Linked DNA regions of Aedes aegypti: region 2 is linked to region 1. The links are chromatin contacts, called in public Hi-C maps. All regions are on one chromosome and are shown on one strand. Each heading gives the region's core, a stretch centred on a gene start, on an enhancer-like site or on the middle of the called end of the contact. The rest is flanking DNA. Distances are from core to core; before and after follow the strand shown.

Region 1 (5,737 bases), core at 2,220-4,719:
AACAGTCCGCTGAAGACATTAATTCTATTAAAAGTATTTCAGCAAGGTGGAGCTGGAGGGGGCAGTTAAACCTTAATATATTACCTCTAAAACATTGTATTAGTTGATTCATGTTTCGTTTGTATTTCAAGAAATTCTACAAGTAAAAATCTTTTGTCCATAGTGGAGGCAAGTTTGCATTGAACAGTGATTTTTTTCCGATTTCGTGATATTTCGATAAAGCGCTTAAAAGCGTTGATTTTAGAGAAAAAAATTTTTTACAGAGAATACTTGTTTTTAATTATGAATCGTAGTTTACGGCTGACCAGCCAAGTGGAAGTTTAAAAACTACCGAAGAGCTAAACATTACATATAGTTTGCAATTTGATTAAATGGACAAATTGATGTGAAGTTTTGCGAAAAAGAAAACACGTCTTCCCTGTGAGAATCTAACTCACGACTGCCTGATCTCTAGTGAGTCCTCTCATGGCGTAGGCGTAATGCGACCTAACAAGAGATCAGGGAGTCGTGAGTCCGATTCTCACTGAGAAGACGTGTAACTTTTTTGCTAAACTTCACATCAATTTGTCCATTTAATCCAATTGCAAACTATATGTAATGTTTAGCTTTTCGGTAGTTGTGTACAGAGAAGTTTCTTGATTTGTAAATGCGCTTATTTTGACACCTGGCCGTGACTATATCACCTAAAAGTGAGATAAAACATATTGTTTTTACCTAATTAAGAAAGATGGTTGGTATCTTCAGTCAAAATTTAGCACATATTAATTCAAAACACTTAAAAAAAAGACACCAACACGTTAATGCTTCCAGATCTACCAATTTGAACCCTAGTCTCATCTTGTTTGTCGGGCTAGGGTAAGTTAGTCGGAGTTGGTCAGACCCGAGACTACACTTGAAGCCAGGATAACAATCATGAGTGTTAACTCAACAAGGACTGTAAGTACTGGTAATTCAAGGACTCACGTGAATTCTGATTACTAAACAAATTTTCTAGCTTGATTCGGTTTTGCTGCTAGCATAAAGCCCCTTTTTTCTAGTATTTTTCTGGGACTAAACTAAACTAAACTAAAAGCAAAACAAGAATGTGACTAGAGTTCCGTTGCATGGTCAAATATCAGTAGTACCGTAAAACGGGGTAACTTTGATAATGCGGGTAACTTTGATAGTGCGAGACCCACCACATACTAAACAAAATATCATAATTTCTCTTAATCAGTTAAGCAAAACGAATGCAAAACTAAAGAATATTAGTATGACACTTCATGTAAGAGCGGTTTTCATTTAAATCAAGAACATATTAGGCTTTTTATACGAATTTAAAAAAATTACACAATTTTAGCATTTTCGAAACGCTTACAAACAATCTGTTCTACGATCACTATTTGATGTAGTTTTGAATAGATGGCCGCTTATCTTTGATAGCCTAGTTATCATCGAACTTGAATACGGTCTCAAATCTCTTAGCGAAAAGCATTTTCACAAACTGGGACCATTTTTGTAATCTAAGTCACAAATTTCCATATAACGTTAAACGCCTAGAGGTATGCAATGCCCTACAAATGTTCGTTATTCATTCAATTTTGTTCGAATCATACTCCATTATCAAAGTTACCCCAAAACAGAAAACCAACTTTCGATTATATGAAAAATTATATATCCATTCATAATAAATCTTTTGCCTATCTATCGACTGTAATCGATAACTAGGATGCCAGTACTTGTTTTAAAAATATAAATTGTACATCTTTGAAACAGCATGCATAAATATTGAAGTTTTCTTCGAAAAAACTATCAAAGTTACCCCGTTTTACGGTACCGATTTGGTTCCTCAGAAATTTAATCGATTATGTTTGCTAAGGGGCGCGCCTTCGCTGAGATGTAAATTTCTATGAAGGATGTAAATAGCGGGACCTTTTCATCATAGTCGATTTTTGTCAATACCTGAGGAATCAAAACAAGAACTGTACAGAAATCGATGCTTCATTACCTATCAATGGAAATGGAGTTATGTGACATGCACTATACACTAAGGATACGGGTAATGCCACAATAGATCTAAATACTGGTCGCTGTGGCGCATCCGAACAGAGAAAAAAAAACCGCACGGCCATGAAGCCCACATTGTCGAAGTCAACAAATTTCTACCTCTTATACATTATATGATGTGCCCAATTATCGTAAAATTCCCCTTAAAAATTTAAATTAAATAAGCTTTTTCCTAGAATGCTTAACATTGTTTATGTCTTCTGCAAAGTTGTTTAACTATCAAAATACTATCTCTTATGGTATCATGGTTATTTTCAAATAATAATATTTTATGGGGCTTTTTTCGACTGCTAGCATTAGTTTGGACGCAAAAAAACGTTTGCGGTTTTGAAAGGACTATTTTTTTCCTTCAAATGACCATTAATGAGAGGCCGAGGGGGCCATGGCTCCGGGGTCCCACAAATCTCGACAAGCATATCTATAGTTAAACTTTTACGAATAATTAGAATTAATGCAATAGTAGAACATACTTTTTGAAACGCATCATATGATTTGAAAGATGCTCTTTTTTTTAATAAATCCGCAATAATTGACAAAATTTAGGCAAATAAACTCTAATAAACTTAAACAAAATATTAGAATATTCAGAATGAGATTTTGTTGACTTCACGAGAAACAAGTAAGATTCAAAAACGATTTTGCTAAACATGTAGAGTGCCATCATTTTGCCTAAATTCCTCTGACTTTGACTCTGACTCTGACGTGACTTTTCCAATTGTAACGAATGCTTTCTCAACGAAGTTTACTTAATACTAGGGACGGAGAACGAAATAACACTTCAAACAACTTGGGGTTTCACTTGAGCACTAACTTTATTGTTTAACTTTTAATTAGGGAGACTTGTTACACTTGCGTCCGTTCGGTTGAACGGACGGAACCAAACAGACTGATTGTAGTAGTTCGATCGTTCAAGAAATCTACGTGCTATAATTAATTTATCTATTGCTATAACAGTTATCTAGATACTACAATCTATCCCGGCTTAACAAATTCAACAATATTTTACAATCCAGTTTTCATATTTGTTCGTTTTAAACAATATTCAAATTATTTAGGGTATTTTAGTATTGGTTGTCCCTTTAGTCGATCTGATTGTCTAACTTTTAGGGACTTGGATTCACTTCTTCGGCGTTTTGTATGCTTCTTTTTCTTGCTCTACTTGTTTTCATTCATCTCATACCATGAAGTTCTTTGTCATCGGTGTTTTCAAATGAATCAACCTGATTTCTATCGAAGGCAAACAAATATATGTAGGGCGCATTTAAATACTGATGCTCTTAAAGAGCCACCCGAGTCATTGATCGCACGCACACACCCAATCCGCCCGAATGTTCACATTTTAGTGGAGCATATGGTCCCTCACACGTTCCCCACCATAGCCGCACCCAAGCAGGCCTTTGTTCGTTCGCCCAGAGTCCGAAGTAGCCTACTTCGGTGGATTTCTGTGAGTGTTGGTGGACCGCGTGCAATATCACCGAGCACTAAACTCGTGGAACGTTCGCGCGCGTTTCTCACACATCGACAAACGTTCACGGCAACGAAAGCTCGCCACACGCGAAAATAGGTTACGCGCGCTTGCTGCTCGCAGGCCGTTCCGAAGGGTGAAGTTGAATATTTATTTTATAAAATATTGAATCCAATGCGACGTGTAATGCAGTGTTATTTCGACTCTGTTGGCGATGGCGTAGTGTGGTGCTTGTGACCCGTGCTGTGGACTGGTGTGTGCTTTTCGTTATCGAATGGTGCTGGAATGAGGTGTATAGTTTTTCTGCTGTTCAGTTTCATTTTATCCAACACCGAGGGCAGACGTTTCTGGGATTGTGTGGTGCTGCGCAATTGTAGATTTCTATTTCTTTTGTGGGAAAACAGTGTGAGCTGATGAGTGTTTTTTTGAGGGAAATTGTGTGAATATAGGAAAACTGTTGGAAAAGACATTTTTGTGAGATTTTGGAGACATGTGAAGTTTTGCCTCTGCATTGTGTTCATTTTTATGTGTATCAGATAAGAACTGAAATCCTCGAATAGGAAAGAGTTTCTTTGTTCGCTGCGCCCCTTCAACCACTGCATCTGGAACATAGCATTAGAAGCACAGTACTCGACCCACATTACGTAACTTTTAAATAGAAGAGAAGAATACATATCAAATTCAATATAATTTTTACAACCACCAGCGAGAAAAAAAACTATTAGTCTCAGCCAGCAAAACTCGAGAAAAAACGATTGAAGAGTGTGTCATCTATCGAAATGTTACTTTATACATACGCGCGCACGCGATGAAAAAACCGTGATACACAAACACTTCGACGTCTGACAACCGATCGATAAAAGCTTGGCATACTTCCCCTCAATTTAACCCGTTTCAAGCGTTGGCCACTCTCTGCTGTGTATGGACACAAAGCAAGTACAACCACACCAGTTCTCGTCGCAGTAGTTAAATTACTTTGTCAATAAAAAGCTCCATCAGCCACGGAGCCGAACCCACCTCGGGTCACCACAACGAAGTCGCACGAAGCAGAAACATCGCGAGTAGTAGGTATATAAAGAAGACTCCTCTCCTGTGCCAATGCGACAACCGTTTGCGCGCGCATTTCAATCAGTAACGGGCAACCAACGTGTCACCGTTCACCTCTCGTCCTCCCGTGCACCCTTCGGTTCAAAGCTCGATACAACAACCGCGGTCAGTCACGTGTCTGTGTTGGTGACACACTTATCGAAATCGCGCCCTCATACATGTAAAGACGCGACCGCCCGAAGAGCTTGTCCGATTCCCCGCTGCACTTCGTTTCGGCAGTCCGAGGGGAGCTTCGCGAGTCGATTGCTGCTAGTTTGTGTTGGTGTGTGAGGCAGTGCGCATGCGCCCCGTGCACATGTACACACTTTTTCAGACGGGGAAGCCAAATAAAAAAGATTTCCATGATCTAATCGCGTCTTTTGTAAGTTTTGTTCTTTCATTCGTCATTGAATCGTCGCGAAGTGGAGACGTGTTCCGTGTTTGTGCGCTCAGTTCCGAAGGGGAAAAAGAAACCTCTATTCAAGTTCTCACTTTTTAACCCACTGTCGACCAGAGTAGGAGAATACTCATCCCAATTTAGTGGAATTAGAAAAGGGAGTGTTTTATTTTCGGACGTGGAGCTGATTTTGGATTATGGAATTAGAAACCATTTTCCTGGATACCGAGTCGGATTTAAAGGGAAACGTCGATCATCACGCTACAACTGGCATCAACAGTGGCATCATTCGTCAAACAGTTACATAATATTGCTCGGAGATCTAAATTGCGACCTAATTTTCGCTCAACTTCCGCATTGTGTGTGATACGCCATTTTGAATTTTGCGCAAAAAATTGCGCCCGCCTGCTCGCACTTCTCCTGTTCCCGTGATGCAAGAATTTTACCAACTCTACACGAAGGAAAATAAGTTCTAATAAAAAGAAAAAAAAGTTATATTTCACCCGAGACGAGCCAATCGTGTTTCATACGTGGAAGACAGCGAATAAGCAGAGCCAGAGCCGAGAAACGGACGACACAAAGAGTAAAATTAGAAGTATTTTCTGCTTTCGCCCCTTGCCTAAGTCCGATGAGTTGGAACGAGCTGGTAAGCAGCCGTGAAAGAGACGGGCAATGAAACACACTACTCATCGCAAGCTCTGTGGCAATAACTGGTTCGTGGCGACCCATTTTCGCTATCTTAT
Region 2 (5,737 bases), core at 1,779-4,278, 69 kb after region 1:
CCAAATCCAATCCAAATCCAATCCAAATCCAATCCAAATCCAATCCAAATCCAATCCAAATCCAATCCAAATCCAAAATCCAATCCAAATCCAATCCAAATCCAATCCAAATCCAATCCAAATCCAATCCAAATCCAATCCAAATCCAATCCAAATCCAATCCAAATCCAATCCAAATCCAATCCAAATCCAATCCAAATCCAATCCAAATCCAATCCAAATCCAATCCAAATCCAATCCCAATCCAATCCAAATCCAATCCAAATCCAATCCAAAATCCAATCCAAATCCAATCCAAATCCAATCCAAATCCAATCCAAATCCAATCCAAATCCAATCCAAATCCAATCCAAATCCAATCCAAATCCAATCCAAATCCAATCCAAATCCAATCCAAATCCAATCCAAATCCAATCCAAATCCAATCCAAATCCAATCCAAATCCAATCCAAATCCAATCCAAATCCAAATCCAATCCAAATCCAATCCAAATCCAATCCAAATCCAATCCAAATCCAATCCAAATCCAATCCAAATCCAATCCAAATCCAATCCAAATCCAATCCAAATCAAATCCAATCCAAATCCAATCCAAATCCAATCCCAAATCCAATCCAAATCCATCCATCCAAATCCAAATCCAAATCCAATCCAAATCCAATCCAATCCATCCAAATCCAATCCAATCCAATCCAATCCAATCCATCCAAATCCAATCCAAATCCAATCCAAATCCAATCCAAATCCAATCCAAATCCAATCCAAATCCAATCCAAATCCAATCCAAATCCATCCAAATCCAATCCAAATCCAATCCAAATCCAATCCAAATCCAATCCAAATCCAATCCAAATCCAATCCAAATCCAATCCAAATCCAATCCAAATCCAATCCAAATCCAATCCAAATCCAATCCAAATCCAATCCAAATCCAATCCAAATCCAATCCAAATCCAATCCAAATCCAATCCAAATCCAATCCAAATCCAATCTAAATCCAAACCAAATCCAATCCAAATCTAACTCAAATCCTTTTCGATTATTCATTTCAGACAAATGAATACTTTAGTGCGCCCCTCTACTCAAATTTATGCACGTTAAAAACTGTTACTCCGGAGCTATCCCAATATGTTCACCCACCATCACCCTGTAGCGTGACTAAAAATCCACGTCGTCAGTTGCCACCCAGCCACACATGTGCTCGTCCATCCGACTGACAACACACACAATCCATTGAATCGCACACATCATTCCTCCATCCATCGTCTTCCACCCCTCCTTCCGCGTTTCGCCAAATTTCCGCGACTTGGCCCATTTTTCCAAAACCACATCTTCTTCTATCCTCTCTATATGTGTAGACAAACGCAAATCCACACCACATGCACGCATAGCTATACGCTTTCGCACAATTACGACCGTGGCGTTGTGACATCGGGTCTTGAACTCATCACCGCGAGAGTCCGAGTGAAAGAGCCCATTGACCATATTGTCATCAGCTTTTTCAATTAAGATAATTCAACGCACTCGGCTCTCCTATGTAAGTATATAGTGCTAAGTGGCTGTCGCTTCTTGCTTTATTTTTTGCTTTGTTTCAATTCAGCATTGACTGTGCAATAGGGTGGCAAAAAGTGATCAAACTTCCAAAATCTTAAGTTACACCTCAAAAATTTGTTCATTCGGACTCCTAGAAGCTACTGTGAAAGTTTGAGCAGAATATCGATCAGCTTTGTGTCGCCCAATAGAAAAAACAGCTTATAAAAAGTTTGATAATGTTTTTACGTAAAAATGAACTAAACGTCACATTTAGGAGTTTCTTGAGGAATTCTCTTAAACATTTTTCATGGGATATCTCCAGGAATATTTCTTTGCGTTTCTCTATGGGTTTCTTCACGACTTCCTTTCCGAATTTCAGAAAGAATCCTTCCTGTGATTTCTTTTCGGTTATTCTTCTTTTTTACTGACGTTACATCTCAACTGAACCAGAGCCTGCTACTCAGCTTAGTGTTCTTATGAGCACTTCCAAAGTTATTAACTGAAATCTTTATTTTTAGATTGATCATTTTTGCAAGTGTAACGGGTGATCAATAAAAAATGAGTAAAGTAGTAAAAAAAAGTTCGGTATTTTTTTATTAAAAACATATTAAACCTTATCTCCAAAAAAACATCAATGAATATTGGAGGAGAGGCCCTGATCAGCAGTACGACGCAATTTAGTAAGAGCACTGGACGGCACTGACGTCCATCTTCCGGATACAATTCCGGATCCTCGTGGTCAACTGCTTCGTATTCTTGGCCTAACAATTATTTTTGTACACTATGGTACTGACGGAGCCACAAAAAATCCCTAAACAGACGGCAAAATTCAGGCAAGTTGGTCGGATTGCTTTCTTTTGACACGTACGATAAAACCGTACAACCGTACAACACGCTCGCGGAGTGCTTGCTGTTTTAACGCCATCTTCGATTGAATTGACAGATCTCGAGCGAGAAGAATCATGCACCCAGTTTTAGGGAGTCCAAAGAGTAATTCTCTTGAAGAGAAAAAAAAATTACGTTCTTTACTTTAATTGCAGAAAGGTTTTGAAATCATTCTCTTATTTTTACTGAACACCCGTTAATTTAACATTTCTACAGTTTGATATTTTCCATATAAAAATGGACCACCTTAGCGTGCAACCTTTTCGTAGTCATTTAATTTATTTTTGCGAGTGGTATGGGTTGAAATGTATGACACGCATATTATGCTCTAATAGTGTCCCGGTTCGGATCCGTCTTCCCCGCGTCTTTCCTCCCCCCGAAACAGTTTGTCTAGCAGCGAAAGCAGCGAGGTTAAGCGAAAAGATTAATTTATTTAATGGAACCAGCTGCTTCTTCCCGTTCATTTTTTTTACCTTCAATCTCATCCCCACACAGAATTAAATCGTATTGTAGTCCTGTAGTGGTCGCAGTTCTTAGTAGTATAGGGTCGTATTATATTCTAACCTACATGTGTATCCCCCCGTCCACGTACTGCGTGTTACGCTATCAGTTAGTCGCGCACAACTTGGTCTAATTTGCTTTGTCTGCTCTAACTGTTTGTTGAGTATGGAGAGGAAACGTTTGCCTAGACATCAGCGAAAATTTGATGCGTGTTTTGAAAAGTACAACGACCTCGTTTTGGGTGAGCTGATGGAAGTTTATCTTTCGGTATGAGTTTTCGCAATTTAATCAGATCAGATCGAAACCTATGCAATTGGCTATTGTGAATTACCTAAATGATCTAGTGAACGTAATAGTAGTTGATGAATAATTGAAAATGTGAAATAGACTACCGTTGCTGGGATTCATTCCAGAATTTGTTGATCTTTAAGTTAAGCTGTCTGGAACTGGATGACAAGTGAAATATCTTCCCTACATCCACAATCATTACACATAGAGTAATAGCACAGACAGATGGATAGACAGATATAATGACACACCGTGAAAAAAATAATCCAGAGGCGTAAACAGGTCTCACATCACAAAGGGGTGCAGCGACCTTTAACAGTAGAATTTAGTTCTTTAGTTGTATTGCTTACATCAGCGGCATGTCCACATTTGAAACTACATATGGGACAAGCATTGGCAACTACTTTATGTCCAGTGAAGAAAAACATGATTTTGTTTCAATCTTATGAAATCCTTGTGATGGTTGAAAGTTGACGTATTTTCGTGCAACGGTCATTACAACGAGACTAAGAAACTTTACTGGTACTGGTACTTTCTGGTACTACACTTTGAACAATTGAACAGATTTGACTAAAAATAATAATTAAACTGCGCTTTTTAAACAATCTGTAAAGTTTTTCTAAATTATTTGCCTTTTTCTATTTTTATTCTTGGCACAACGTCCTCACTAGGACATAGCCTGCTTCTCAGCTTAGTGTTCAATGATCACTTCCATTGCTATTAACTGAGAGCTTTCTTTACCAAAGTTGCCATTTCGTACCTCGTGTGACAGGTACGACGATACTCTATGCCCAGGGAATTCAAGAAAATTTCCACTATGAAAAGATCCTGGACAGACCGGGACTTCTTCTTCTTTCTGGCATTACGTCCCCACTGGGACAGAGCCTGCTTCTCAGCTTAGTGTTCTTATGAGCAGTTCCACAGTTATTAACTGAGAGCTTTCTATGCCAATGACCATTTTTGCATGTGTATATCGCGTGGCAGGTACGAAGATACTCTATGCCCTGGGAAGTCGAGAAAATTTCCAACCCGAAAAGATCCTCGACCGGTGGGATTCGAACCCACGACCCTGAGTCTTGCTGAATAGCTGCGCGTTTACCGCTACGGCTATCTGGGCCCCGAAGACCGGGAATTGAACCCAGAAACCTTCAGCAAGACTTTCCTTTGTAGCCGCGGACTCTAACCACTTTGCTTAGGAAGGCCCTATCTATATGAATAAAATTGGAGTGGTGTTTGTATATCACGAAAAGTCTAGAGAACAGATGAGCGGATTGACGTAAGTTTTCCACTGCTGCACTCGGCAATAGATGCGACGTGATCGTGCAAGGAAAAAGTTTGAGAAAGCTTCCGAAATACCGTGGTGAATCAAAATCCGGACGGTACCAATATCCGGACACTCTGATTGTAATTATTAAATTTAATATGAAATCAAATAGTAAATATAGGTTTAAAAATTTATATTCGTGGCATCAAATATATCTGTTCATGTTAATTCATTATTTCATCTAGTAATCCTTTGTAACGAAATATAAAAAATAAAAACAAATAGGCGATGAATGAGCGTCATTCATCCAGATAACCAAATAATTAAGAATGTAATTTGTTGGCAGAGAACGGGTTTACGCAAGAAAAATGTTATATTGAGGATCTTTTCTGTGAACCTCAAATGCAGGTTGTCGGCAAGGAGTGCAGGTGAAACGATTGTAATTTTATTCAAAACTTTGACCTTTCATATATTGCTTAGTATATTTATGCTTGTTATTTTATTATATTGAAGATTTTCCGTTAGAGTAAGGTGGCTTTTATTATATTTAATGTATAATTTCAACACAACACGCATCTGTCCGGATTTCGATTCAAGAGCGTCCGCCATTTTGATGCATGTGTCCGGATTTAAGAACACGACATGCTCCATTAAATTAACGTTTTACATATTATAAATGTATATTTCACTACAATTTTTGTCCATGATACAAAGTTCGTACGTATACCTGTATGGAAAACAAAAAAACTTATACTAAATGTGACAGAAATATATTTAAAACAGCGTTTGAACTTTCGGCGTTGCTTAAGCGTCCGGGTAATGATGCATCACGGTAATCGGGAAAACGGGATTACATGATGTTTTACAACAGCCTACTTCATGGCTAGACGTAGTTTGCCGGGATTACTTGTTTCTAATAAAAATGAAAAAAAAAAGTAAAAACATTCAGATGTTTCTAGTTTTTCCTTTGCAGAACAGAATTAAGAAATAACAATTCCCGAGAGAGATGAACAGAGCTAACTGGAGAAACTGGATATCACTAAAGCAACTCTGAAACTTTCAAGCTAATCACAAAATTTCTTATTGGAAACGGTTCAAGAGTTTATTCAAATATCTTGTAAAAAATTTTTTCCGATATTTGGCTGTAATTTGTTCAACAATTATGTTACAGTTTAAGTGATTCTGACAAAAACATCTTTGGAAACATTCATCATGCAATTGATTTATTTTTGAGTCATGCTGCAAAATGTCTCCCATTGACGAAAT

The links. Hi-C and Micro-C count contacts between places; a contact is called where the count stands out from the background.
Region 2: a contact with region 1 is called in a Hi-C map of whole pupa, with 4 times the contacts expected there. The contact joins two enhancer-like sites. A contact is called at or near these places in 2 of 2 Hi-C or Micro-C datasets (whole body and whole pupa).

Annotation. Positions count from the first base shown.
Region 1 is chr2:344,761,627-344,767,363 of AaegL5.0, forward strand. No RefSeq gene overlaps it. Among protein-coding and RNA genes, the nearest start is that of LOC110676830, 4.0 kb to the left of the region's middle. Within about 2 kb of position 3,470, at least 3 of the 3 cell types and tissues checked have open chromatin away from gene starts, as enhancers often do.
Region 2 is chr2:344,830,818-344,836,554 of AaegL5.0, forward strand. No RefSeq gene overlaps it. Among protein-coding and RNA genes, the nearest start is that of LOC110676830, 73 kb to the left of the region's middle. Within about 2 kb of position 3,029, at least 2 of the 3 cell types and tissues checked have open chromatin away from gene starts, as enhancers often do.